Regions from separate parts of the Sus scrofa genome. Here all the other regions are linked to region 3. A link is a contact called in public HiChIP or PLAC-seq data. All regions are on one chromosome and are shown on one strand. The core of a region is the stretch at or near the end of the contact, and the rest is flanking DNA. Distances in the headings are between cores, read along the strand shown.

Region 1 (3,297 bases), core at 647-3,146, 200 kb after region 3:
GTCTGCTTTGCCTGTTTGCTGTCAAATGAGATATTGTTAATGGGGTTGTGATTATTCGACTACATTCCTTAACTCTGAAAAATAATCCTGAGTTACTTTCCACATAGAAAAAAAGATAGAAGATTAGGTGGATCCTGGCTAGAGTCTTAGAGTAGGAAACAAGGAGAAGATACTGAAGGAGAGAAATAAGAGTAGAAAAAAAAATGGAAGAAAGTACTATGGGTACCTAAATAATAAACCAAAATTCAAAATGAAGGAACGGTGACTCTGTCACCAACCCCAGGTTTAGCTGCTCATTGTTAAAGAATCCAATACTGAGAAACAAGTGTTGGGTAAAAGGAAAGAGCTTTATTGCAGAAGCTGGCAATCCTGGGGAGAAGGTTGACTCATGTCCCAAAGAACCAACTCCCCCCTCCCCAGGTTTTGTTAAGAAATTACGTAGGAAACAGAGGAAGGGGCTACATGCTGAGGAGAGTGTTGTGGGGGGTGCATGATCAGCCCACGGACATTCTTCTGACTGGTTGGTGGTGAGGTAACTGGAAGTCAACATCAACACCTTTCTGATTCCACTTGGTCTGGGGTTTACATGCTTATGGGCAGCATACAGTTGGCTTCTTCCACCTGGTGGGGACTTCAGTATCTGCAAAATAGCTCAAATGATATGGCTCAGAATATTATCTACAGCCTTTGAGGCGGAAATAAAGTCCTTGACTTTGTTTAATGGCTAAAGTATTATTATTTTGTCTTACACGACTGTTTTCCTTTGTTTTTGCATTTTCTCACTTCTTGGTTTAAAATTATTCTTTGCAACTTGGGGAAGGCCAAGGAGGCTAAAGATTTTCTACAAACAACTACAAAGCAGGCAGAGGACATTGGGGTGGGGTGGGGTGGGGTGGGGAAGAGGGGCTGTTGAGGAAAGACCACACAGGATCCTGCTCAGTTACAACTAACTGAGATGTACTTTCCTGGAACTGATCCCTGGCAAGTGAACACACATGCACAAAAGAACACACAGAATTACTGTTTTGGGAATTCCGTCGTGGCGCAGTGGTTAACGAATCCGACTAGGAACCATGAGGTTGCGGGTTCGGTTCCTGCCCTTGCTCAGTGGGTTAGCTCGTTGCCACGAGCTGTGGTGTAGGTTGCAGACTCGGCTGGGATCCCGCGTTGCTGTGGCTGTGGTGTAGGCGGTGGCTACAGCTCCGATTCAACCTAGCCTGGAACTCACATGCCTGAGCGGAAATAGCAACAACAACAACAACAACAACACAAGAATTACTGTTTTTGTTTTTCCTTGGGCACCTCGCGGGGCATACTGAGGTTCCCAGGCTAGGGGTCCAATCAGAGCTGTAGCCGCCGGCCTACACCGCAGCCACAGCAATGTGGGATCCGAGCCGCGTCTGCAACCTACACCACAGCTCACGGCAATGCCGGATCCTCAACCCACTGAGCAAGGCCAGGGATCGAACCCTCAACCTCATGGTTCCTAGTCGGATTCGTTAACCACTGAGCCACCACGGGAACGCCCCTTTTTCCTTTATTTATCATATTTGTATGTAGCTACTGATTTTAAGCCTTAAATACTCAAGGTATGGAAAAGATTAGGGCACCAGGTCCCAATCAGGCAAGACACCTAGAGAAGAGGTGACATTACAGACGTTCCCTTAAATTAAAGGGACCCTGATTCCCTGGTCCGGGAGGCCAATGCTCTCAGCACAGCATCGCTTAACCTCCAGTTGAGGTGAAGACATTTACGACGTTCCCTATCTTGACGGAGCGGAGACTTATGGGCAATAGAGTCCTGGAGCTTGTCTGGCTCCCCGCTGCGGGCCCTGCCAGGCGGACTTCCGGCGCCCTGCTGTGTTTGTGCGCCTCGCCCTGGGTGCGTGTTCGCGCACGCGCACCAGCGCCGCGCCGCGCCGCGCCGCGCCGCAGTCGCTTCCTGTCGGTGCCCAGGTCACAGCTGTCCCTCGTTCCCAGTCTCTGGCCTCTGGCGGGCGAGGATTCCCGGCCTGCGGCCTGGGCCGGAGGAGTCTGGAGGGCGGCGGTGCAGGGGCGGCGGAGCCCGGGCCGACCGGCTTCAGCACGCGGCACACTGAGGCCCCCGAAGGCCGATTTGGGCTCCGGGAGGGAGTTCGCCTGAAGGGAGCCTGTGTTGTAGGCCCAGAACCGGCCCTTCGGGCCCAGCGGCCTCCAGAGGCGGAGAGGAGGAACCCAGGGAAAGGAGCTCGCCGGAGGGGCAGCCCCTGGCCCGGAGCCTCGGGAGCTCGGGGCGGGTCAGCGAGTCCCAGGGGGTAAGTCTTGCGTCTGGGGGCCTCCGGGCATTGGTCGACCCTGACGCCAAAGCGGGGTTGAGGGGCGCTCTCCCCGGGCCACCCAAGAGAGCGAGCGGGAGAGTTTGACCGCTACCCGGAGATGGAGGGGGCGGCTGTCCCAGATGGGCGCTCCCTTAGGACTTGGGAGTTCTGGGTGTCCTGGGGGATTGGGGGCTACACACCCCTCCTCCTCCCGTCCTCTCGGGATTCCGCCGGGTCTCTAAAGGCCCATCAGCATCTTGGTTCTGTAACCTAAGTGTCCGCTGACTCCCCTGGGTTCTGCCCTGTAGAACCACACAGTGGGGTGCAGGATGAGTCTGCGAGGCATCTGTCCTGCCTCCTCGGTTGAGGGTGGAGGAGATTGGGCATGAGAAGGGAGATTCTTGTGCCAGGTCACCGGGTCTGTAGGTGGGATTGGTAACAGGACTCAAACTTCCAGGCCAGTGTTCTGTCCACTGTATTAGAGTTTTCTTAATTAAAAACTTTTAAAGTGCCAAGGTAGCCAAGTTCAGTCAGATAATGTACACAACAATACTGTGCTTTGATGCACAGTTATCCCACTTTTGAGAGCTCACATTCTCTGTTCCTGTGGAATCTTTGATTTTAACCGATTTTTTTTTTTTTTTTTTTTTTTTTTGGCCATTTCTTGGGCCGCTCCTGCGGCATATGGAGGTTCCCAGGCTAGGGGTCCAATCGGAGATGTAGCCACCTGACTACGCCAGAGCCACAGCAACGTGGGATCCGAGCCGCGTCTGCAACCTACACCACAGCTCACGGCAACGCCGGATCCCTAACCCAGTGAGCAAGGCCAGGGACCGAACCTGCAACCTCATGGTTCTTAGTCGGATTCGTTAACCACTGCGCCACGACGGGAACTCCCCTAAGCGATTTTTTTTTATTTTTTATTTTTTATTTTTATTTTTTAGGTTCTTGTGCCGAGGGCATGCAGAAGTTCCAGGGTCAGGGCTTGAACCCACACCAC
Region 2 (3,344 bases), core at 807-3,306, 160 kb before region 3:
CGTTCTCTCCGTGAAAAGCTCTTCGCTTATTCTTTTATTCTTTATTTTATTAGCATGAATGTAGTTTTTTGTCTCCTGATAAGCACCGTGTTTGTTCCCCCCTTTCCAGCCCTGAGCAAAGAGGGCCTGGTATCCGGGCAACTGTGTCCCTCTCGGGTTCATTTCGTATCAGTCCATTAGGAGGACACAGCAGCTACTGAAGAGTCTACTCTGTTCAATTACTGACTTGAGGCTCCACCCTTTTTCTTGCTCCAGGTCTAAAGATAGGAAGGTAATAACCTTGAATCGTTGAGATGTGTCACAGATTCACAGGACACTTCTCTCAGCAAAGAAGACACACTTGCTCTACTGTCCTTGAAAAGTCAACCTCTCTTCAAGGGGGACCTTACTGAAGAAAGAAGAGAGAACCTTTGCTCTGGAAACACTTCTTTTTTTTTTTTTTTTTTTTTTTTTTTTTTTTTATGGTCCCATCCTTGACATATGGAAGTTCCCAGGCCAAGATTTGAATCTGAGCTGCAGCTGTGACCTACCCCACAGCTGTGGTAATGCCAGATCTTTTAACCCACTGGGCTGCGCCAGGGATTGAACCCTCAACTCCACAGCAACCCAAGGCGCTGCAGTTGGGTTCTTAACCCACTGTGCCACCGCAGAAACTCCTGGAAACACATTTTTATTTTGGAATAATTGCAAGTTAAAAATGCTTAAAAAGGAGGAGTTCCCGTTGTGGCACAGTGGAAACGAATCCGACTAGGAACCACGAGGTTGTGGGTTTGATCTCTGGCCTCGCTCAGTGGGTTAAGGACCTGACGTTGCCATGAGCTGTGGTGTAGGTCGCAAACGCGGCTCAGATCTGGTGTCGTGTGGCTGTGGTGTAGGCCGGCAGCTGTAGCTTCGATTAGACCCCTAGCCTGGGAACCTCCATATTTCCCGGAAGCGGCCCTAAAAAAGACAAAAGACAAAAAAAAAAAAAAAAAAAGATACTTGGACAAACGCGTTCATCCCAGCCTTGTGTCTGAAAATAGAGACACTGGTTATATATAAAGTAAGGTATATGTGCCTAATGGAACCAAGAGGAAGCCGTGATGACAAATGTTTTAACAGGGACTCAGTAGCATTTCCCAATTTCGCCTAAGTCATGTTCATTACGTATATAAAGATGCAACTAGGAGTTCCCGTCGTGGCGCAGTGGTTAACGAATCCGACTAGGAACCATGAGGTTGCGGGTTCGGTCCCTGCCCTTGCTCAGTGGGTTAACGATCCGGCGTTGCCCTGAGCTGTGGTGTAGGTTGCAGACTCGGCTCGGATCCCGCGTTGCTGTGGCTCTGGCGTAGGCCGGCGGCTACAGCTCCGATTCGACCCCTAGCCTGAGAACCTCCATATGCCGCGGGAGTGGCCCAAGAAATAGCAAAATGACAAAAAACAAAACAAAACAAAAAGATGCAACTAGATTGAAATACGCCAAAATATTTGCACTTTAATGGTCCGCTAACAGAGCATTATGTCCAGAACTTTGGTGCAAAGCATTAAAACCTAGCAAACAGTCAACACATTACAAACAGTGAATTACAAATAATCAGAATATGCCTAAGAGGAACAAAGTTCAACACATTTTTGGCTGAATGAACATTGGTTATCTCCGAATACGGTGCCGGCGACGCTCTTCGTTACAGTTTTCAATTCCGAATTTTCTAGAAGGACCTTGCCAACATCCCCTAAGTTGGAAGTGTCACTAAAAAGGGGGGCTCCCATGCCCCTCATGCCCTCGGACGGTCTCGGGCGCGAGTCGATGTGGGGGAAGCCGAGACCCCTCCCGCGGCGGAACCCCTCCCGCGGCGGAACCCAGGCGGGGAGGGCGGGGCCCGGACCGCGTTCCAGGCGCACCAAGATGGCGGCCGGCGCGCCCCGCGTTCGGAGCCGAGCGCTCCCGAGCGTTCCCGAAGCCGACAGGAACCTCGGGAGCCGCGCGGGTGGGATCGGCCCCGCCCCGGAGTCTGGGAGCGGCGGCGCCGGGCGGGGGAGGGGAGGCCGGATGTGAGTGGAGCGGCCATTTCCTGTTTCTCTGCAGTTTTCCCCAGCTTTGGGTGGTGGCTGCTGCTGGGCTCCCGCTTCCCGTCGGCGGAGGGCGAGGCGGCGTGGACCGCGGCCCCGGCACCCCGCGCCCTGCCGCCCGCAGCCGCGCGCCCGCCCGCCCGCCGCGCCCCGAGCTCCGAGCTCCTCGCCTCAGTGCCCGGCCGCCGCCGCCGCCGCGGCCCAGCGAGCGGCCCAGATGCAGGCCATCAAGTGTGTGGTGGTGGGAGACGGGTGAGTGCGCGGGCCTGGCCGGGGCCGGGGGCCGGGGGCCGGGGGGCCGGGGGGCCGGGGGCGGGCGGGCGCCGCGGGCTCGCGCGGGGCCTGGCCGGGCCTCTCCGGGGCGGGGGTCGCGGGCCGCCCCCTCTCGGGACCCGGCGGCGCGCGCGCCTGGTTCCGGCTTTTTTTGGGTGGGGGAGGGAGGGAATCGGCGAGCGGCGGCTGGAGGGAAAACTGAACTCCACCCTCCCGCTTTCTCGCAGGCCGGCTGACCGCCCGGCCGAACCCGCCCAGCGCCTCGCCGCCACCCTCCCTCCGTGGCCCGTAGATTGGGTGGGTTTAGGGAGTTGCCTTTCTTGGTGTTTCCATGAAGCTCTCGAGCCGCAGGGAGAACCTCGGTGGGTCCCTGCGGTCCCAGGTCGGTCGTGTTGGAGGACTGTGTACACGGGCTGCTTTGGGGACCCTAGGCGGATCTGCTGGGGGGTGCCTTCCGCCTGTACTTTGCCACTTTTCTGATTTTCTTAAGTGATGCTGTTTGCTATTAAGGTGGAGAAACTTTGCAGATTTCTAGCTGCGAGGAGCTGGGTGCGATTAAGACTGTTCTTTTCTCTGAACGTGGTGTAGTCAAAAAGAAAAAAAAGAAAAGAAAAAGCTGGCTCTGCGTTCGCTCCTGCGTTGGGTATGGCATGTAGCAGAACTGGCTCCTGGGCCGAGCTGTCCTGTGACTCAAGGCATTTCTTTTCATTACAGCCTGTGGTGGTTACAGGCCCTAGAGGAAGACAAGACTTGTCTTATGCAGTTTTTTTTTTTTTCTCCTCTGGAAACAAGAATCTCAGTGTAATCCGAGCAAAATTGTGTGTCTCAGCCTTGCTCAAGTAGAGGAGCCTTCTAACAAGGAAGCTCCAAGAATTACTGCCAGTTTTCAGCAAACTCCGAATGCAACTGGTACATATTTCGAGTCTTGTCGAGTAGAAGGAAGAGTTCTGGCTTCACTATACCCCAAAGTCGTCGTTAGGACTGGTGCTGCTTTTATGCCTCTTGGTGAATGTGTGCGTTTT
Region 3 (3,653 bases), core at 432-2,931:
ACTTCCGCTTAGGACAAAACACACCTGTTCCACATTGTCACTTTGCTGGTTTGTTATCTGCAAATCCCCTGTAGGCCCTTGAGTTTGGACCCTGACAGCTGAGTTATGGCTCAGTTAAATACTGAAATGCATATAATGAGATAAACACAATATCATACATCTATATGTAGTGGTGTGGAAAGATCACCAAGATATATTGTTGGGTGCAAAAAATAAAGACGTAGAACCACTATGTATAAAATAATCCTGTTTTGGTAACCAATAAATTATATATTCGTATATTTACACAAGAATGTAAGCTCTGAAGCTCAGAGATTTTTATCTGTTTTATTGCTATGTTCCAGTGCCTAAAAGAGTGCCTGGCATATACCGGTACTAAATACATGTCTTGAATAAGTACATATATAGAAATGTGTAAAAGTGTTGGGAGATACACACTAAATGATTAATTCTGTCAAGGGGCTGAGATTCGGGAGGGGTGATGATCAAGGGAGATTTCTGGTTTTGTTTCATATAGTTTGACTCTTACCAGGATAACATAATATCGTATTGGTTGCATACGTTTTTAAAAATGAAAGAAAAGTGGCCCAGCACAAAATACCCTAGGGGACCAACCAAGATTTAAAGTTAGGCTCAACTGAAACCATCCAGAGAAAAACAAATGGGGATAAAAATAAAGTTCTGCATTTATGAGGGAAGAAAGTTAATCAAAATACTTAACCACCAGCTCAGAATTAACCAGCAGGGTGATGAGTCAGCTGAGACACGACGAAATCCAGCCCCTCTGAATAGGTGATGAGGTTCCATCCATAACCACAGGGTTCCCTGGTGGTATCACATTTTCTGGTTTTTGCTTTTTGTTTTTCAGTTCTGTGTCCACAAGTTCATGCAGGCCTTTTACCTAATGTATCAGAAGGTGCCCGGGTTGGTATGTTTTTAAAAAAGGACTTAAGAAGCTGGGGTAGGCAGCAAAAAAACAGGAAGAGCGGGGCGCTTTAATGCTCGTGTTTGGAGATCAGACATTACTTCTCAAAGGGAGGACTGGCCTGGCTCAGTGACAAGCAGCTGTTCAGAGGCCTTTGAGAATAGGTGGTCTCAGCAGATTCGGAGGCGTTCGGGGCAAATGAACACCCCACAGGGGACTTCTCAATGCTGTGTTTGGAAGCAGCTCTTCTCTAGGTTCAACTATCACTCAACAGCCCTCTCTCTTATTCCCCAGGTTTGGAGTCAAGCGATTGTCATGCTCCCAGGAGCAGTATGTTCACAGCTGTGCCGAGACAGCAGGAGTGAAGACACTGGGACGGTTCGGACAGATCCCAGCGGTGTGACTGGCAGAACGCAAAGCAAGCTGTTCACCACGAAGACAGTGTCCGAGCCCCGCAAGTGTGCCCGCTCTGGGCCGCCGGGGCCCCTGCTCGGCTAGGAGCCGGGCTCTGACTGGGCTCTACCCAGGCCGCTGGGCGGCACCTTCCGCTCCACAACCTCGGCGTTCTGGCCACACAGGCCTAGAAGATTCCCAGCAACAGTTCTGTAAAACTGGACCTCCCAGCGGTCACACCTGACCGCGGTCTGGAGGAGCCCCAGCGGGAAGCGACAGTCACCGTCGAAGGGGCGGGACGAACGCGACAGGCCCCGCCCCACAGCCCTCCGCGGCGTTCCACCGGAAGTCGGGCTAGATCCCCCCTTCCAGCGTCGCGTGTGACGTCACGATTCCGCCGGAAGTCTGGGGACGCGCCCTAGAGGCGCTGGCGGGGTGCAGTTGGCGGTTGGCGGATCCCGGCGGTAAGTCCGCCTCTGCTAGCTTTTAGGTACCCCTGCTGGCTCAGGGGGGTTGGTCTCCCTGTCTGACCCGCCCTTCCCCCTTTTGTGTGGGGCTGCAGCTCCGCCTTCGCCCCGCCCGGCGCCCGGACACCTCCAGTGTTCCCTGTAATCTTGTCTCACCCGTCCCGGGTTCCAGCTCCCCGGGGAAGCACGGGCCAGGCCCACCTGCTGGAATCTTCGGACCAAGAGTATCCTTGGAAATGCCTTTCTGTTGGGTCCCCAGCGGGAACTCCTCAGGCATAGGAATAAACACCAGAGATCCAGAAGCTCCCAATTAGCTTTTCCACTCGAAATCTCATAACTCTGTTCACCTTGCGGGGTCTCAACAGCGCCCCCCCCCCCAACTTTCAGATTCTTTTCCACACTGTATTCAGCCCCTGACTCCTAGCCTGTCACGTTATGTGAATGTCGAATTGATGTCTCTGCAGCCCGATCCAGTCTCCTAGAGGAATCATGTCTCCTGAAGTTTTGGGTGCCACCTGTTGTGCCAGGCGTACGCCGCTGCACAAGAGGAGATGCCATTTGAATTCTCAGTGAATGTTCGAAGGAGGAATGTCCGAACTGCCGGCTGAAAGCTATGCAAACAAAATAAATATATAGGCTGGGGATCCTGAATCACCTCGTGAGAATTGCTGCTCTTTGTTTCCTATCTTATCTCATGAAGAGTTTTTACGTTTAGCTATCTCAGTTGGAAGTCCCTCCCAGAATATTTGCTAAGGCCAAAAGTAACTGTTTCCAGTTTATTAACACAGGTCTGTGTCTTGGCCTTGGTCCCTGTGGGTGATGCCGGGTTGTTGTGGTCACCGTCCTGGAAGGATGTTTTTTGGGACGCCATGCCTTATTCTGGCTGTGGGCCCCTGACTGCCCCTAGTGGATGCTTCTTCCAATAGTATCGTCAGCAAATTCTTTAGGGGTACATTTTGTATCAAGGTCCTTGAGAATATTTATATTTGGGAAAGTAAAAGAATGATTTATTGCTGGAGCAGGGGAGGCAAGTGCATTTTGCATATTATTCCCCTCAAATGTTGGTATTTTCAGGCAGGAGATGCTGCAGAGCAGACCGCAGTGGTTTGATTAGGAAACTTTTGAAGGAGGACCAGCTGGGAAGCCCCATTGACAGTGTGTGGTTTTTTTTTTTTTTTTTTTGCCTTTTCTGGGGCTGCTCCCGCAGCATATGGAGGTCCCCAGGCTATGGGTCCAATCGGAGCCGCAGCCGCAGCCACCGGCCTATGCCAGAGCCACAGCAACGCAGGATCCAAGCCATGTCTGCAACCTACACCACAGCTCACGGCAACGCCGGATCCTTAACCCACTGAGCAAGGCCAGGGATGGAACCCGCGACCTCATGGTTCTTAGATTGGTTAACCACTGAGCCACGACGGGAACTCCCGACAGTGTGTGCTTGAAGGCTTGTGAATTGTTTGGGGAGCCATTTAGGAAATTGATATCTGAGAATATGTGTTGGAATATAGCCCTCAGTAGTAGTCACACTCTCTCTATTCCTTTGTAGCCCAGGATGGACTTTTTGTTTCTCTTCTTGTTCTACCTGGCTTTGTTGGTAATTGGTGTTATTACAATTTGCATCTGCTCGAAAATCCATTGCTTGAAAGGCCTGGTCAGAGGAGGAGCACAGGTAACAGTGATGCTTAGAGACCACGGGACTAGAACACCACCAGTTTCCAAGGCTCACCAGTTTTCTGTCAGAACAACAACAACAAAAGATTTAAACATTTTTTTCATTTTTATTTATTTGTTCGCTTGTTCTTTCACTTATGAGAATTGTGGTATATTTGAAAGTCTTTCTGTTTTTGTTTTGTTACTGTTGAAAGTAA

What was found. HiChIP or PLAC-seq counts read pairs in DNA pulled down with a chosen protein or histone mark.
Region 1: a contact with region 3 is called in an H3K27ac HiChIP or PLAC-seq map of skeletal muscle. The contact joins the promoter of RBAK here to the promoter of ZDHHC4 in region 3. A contact is called at or near these places in 1 of 5 promoter capture datasets (liver) and 2 of 2 datasets of contacts at active chromatin or transcription factors (alveolar macrophages and skeletal muscle).
Region 2: a contact with region 3 is called in an H3K27ac HiChIP or PLAC-seq map of alveolar macrophages. The contact joins the promoter of RAC1 here to the promoter of ZDHHC4 in region 3. A contact is called at or near these places in 1 of 47 Hi-C or Micro-C datasets (heart right ventricle) and 1 of 2 datasets of contacts at active chromatin or transcription factors (alveolar macrophages).

What each region holds. Positions count from the first base shown.
Region 1 is chr3:4,438,542-4,441,838 of Sscrofa11.1, reverse strand. It overlaps RBAK (RB-associated KRAB zinc finger protein), which reads left to right and starts at 1,896. Exons shown (of 5, transcript XM_021086052.1): 1 at 1,896-2,294.
Region 2 is chr3:4,802,222-4,805,565 of Sscrofa11.1, reverse strand. It overlaps RAC1 (ras-related C3 botulinum toxin substrate 3 (rho family, small GTP binding protein Rac3)), which reads left to right and starts at 2,056. Exons shown (of 6, transcript NM_001243585.1): 1 at 2,056-2,301. The coding sequence starts at 2,267.
Region 3 is chr3:4,641,770-4,645,422 of Sscrofa11.1, reverse strand. It overlaps ZDHHC4 (a long non-coding RNA gene), which reads left to right and starts at 1,681. Exons shown (of 8, transcript XR_002342216.1): 1 at 1,681-1,782; 2 at 2,250-2,443; 3 at 3,332-3,454. LOC110259843 (a long non-coding RNA gene) reads right to left here and starts at 1,586. Exons shown (of 4, transcript XR_002342218.1): 1 at 722-1,586.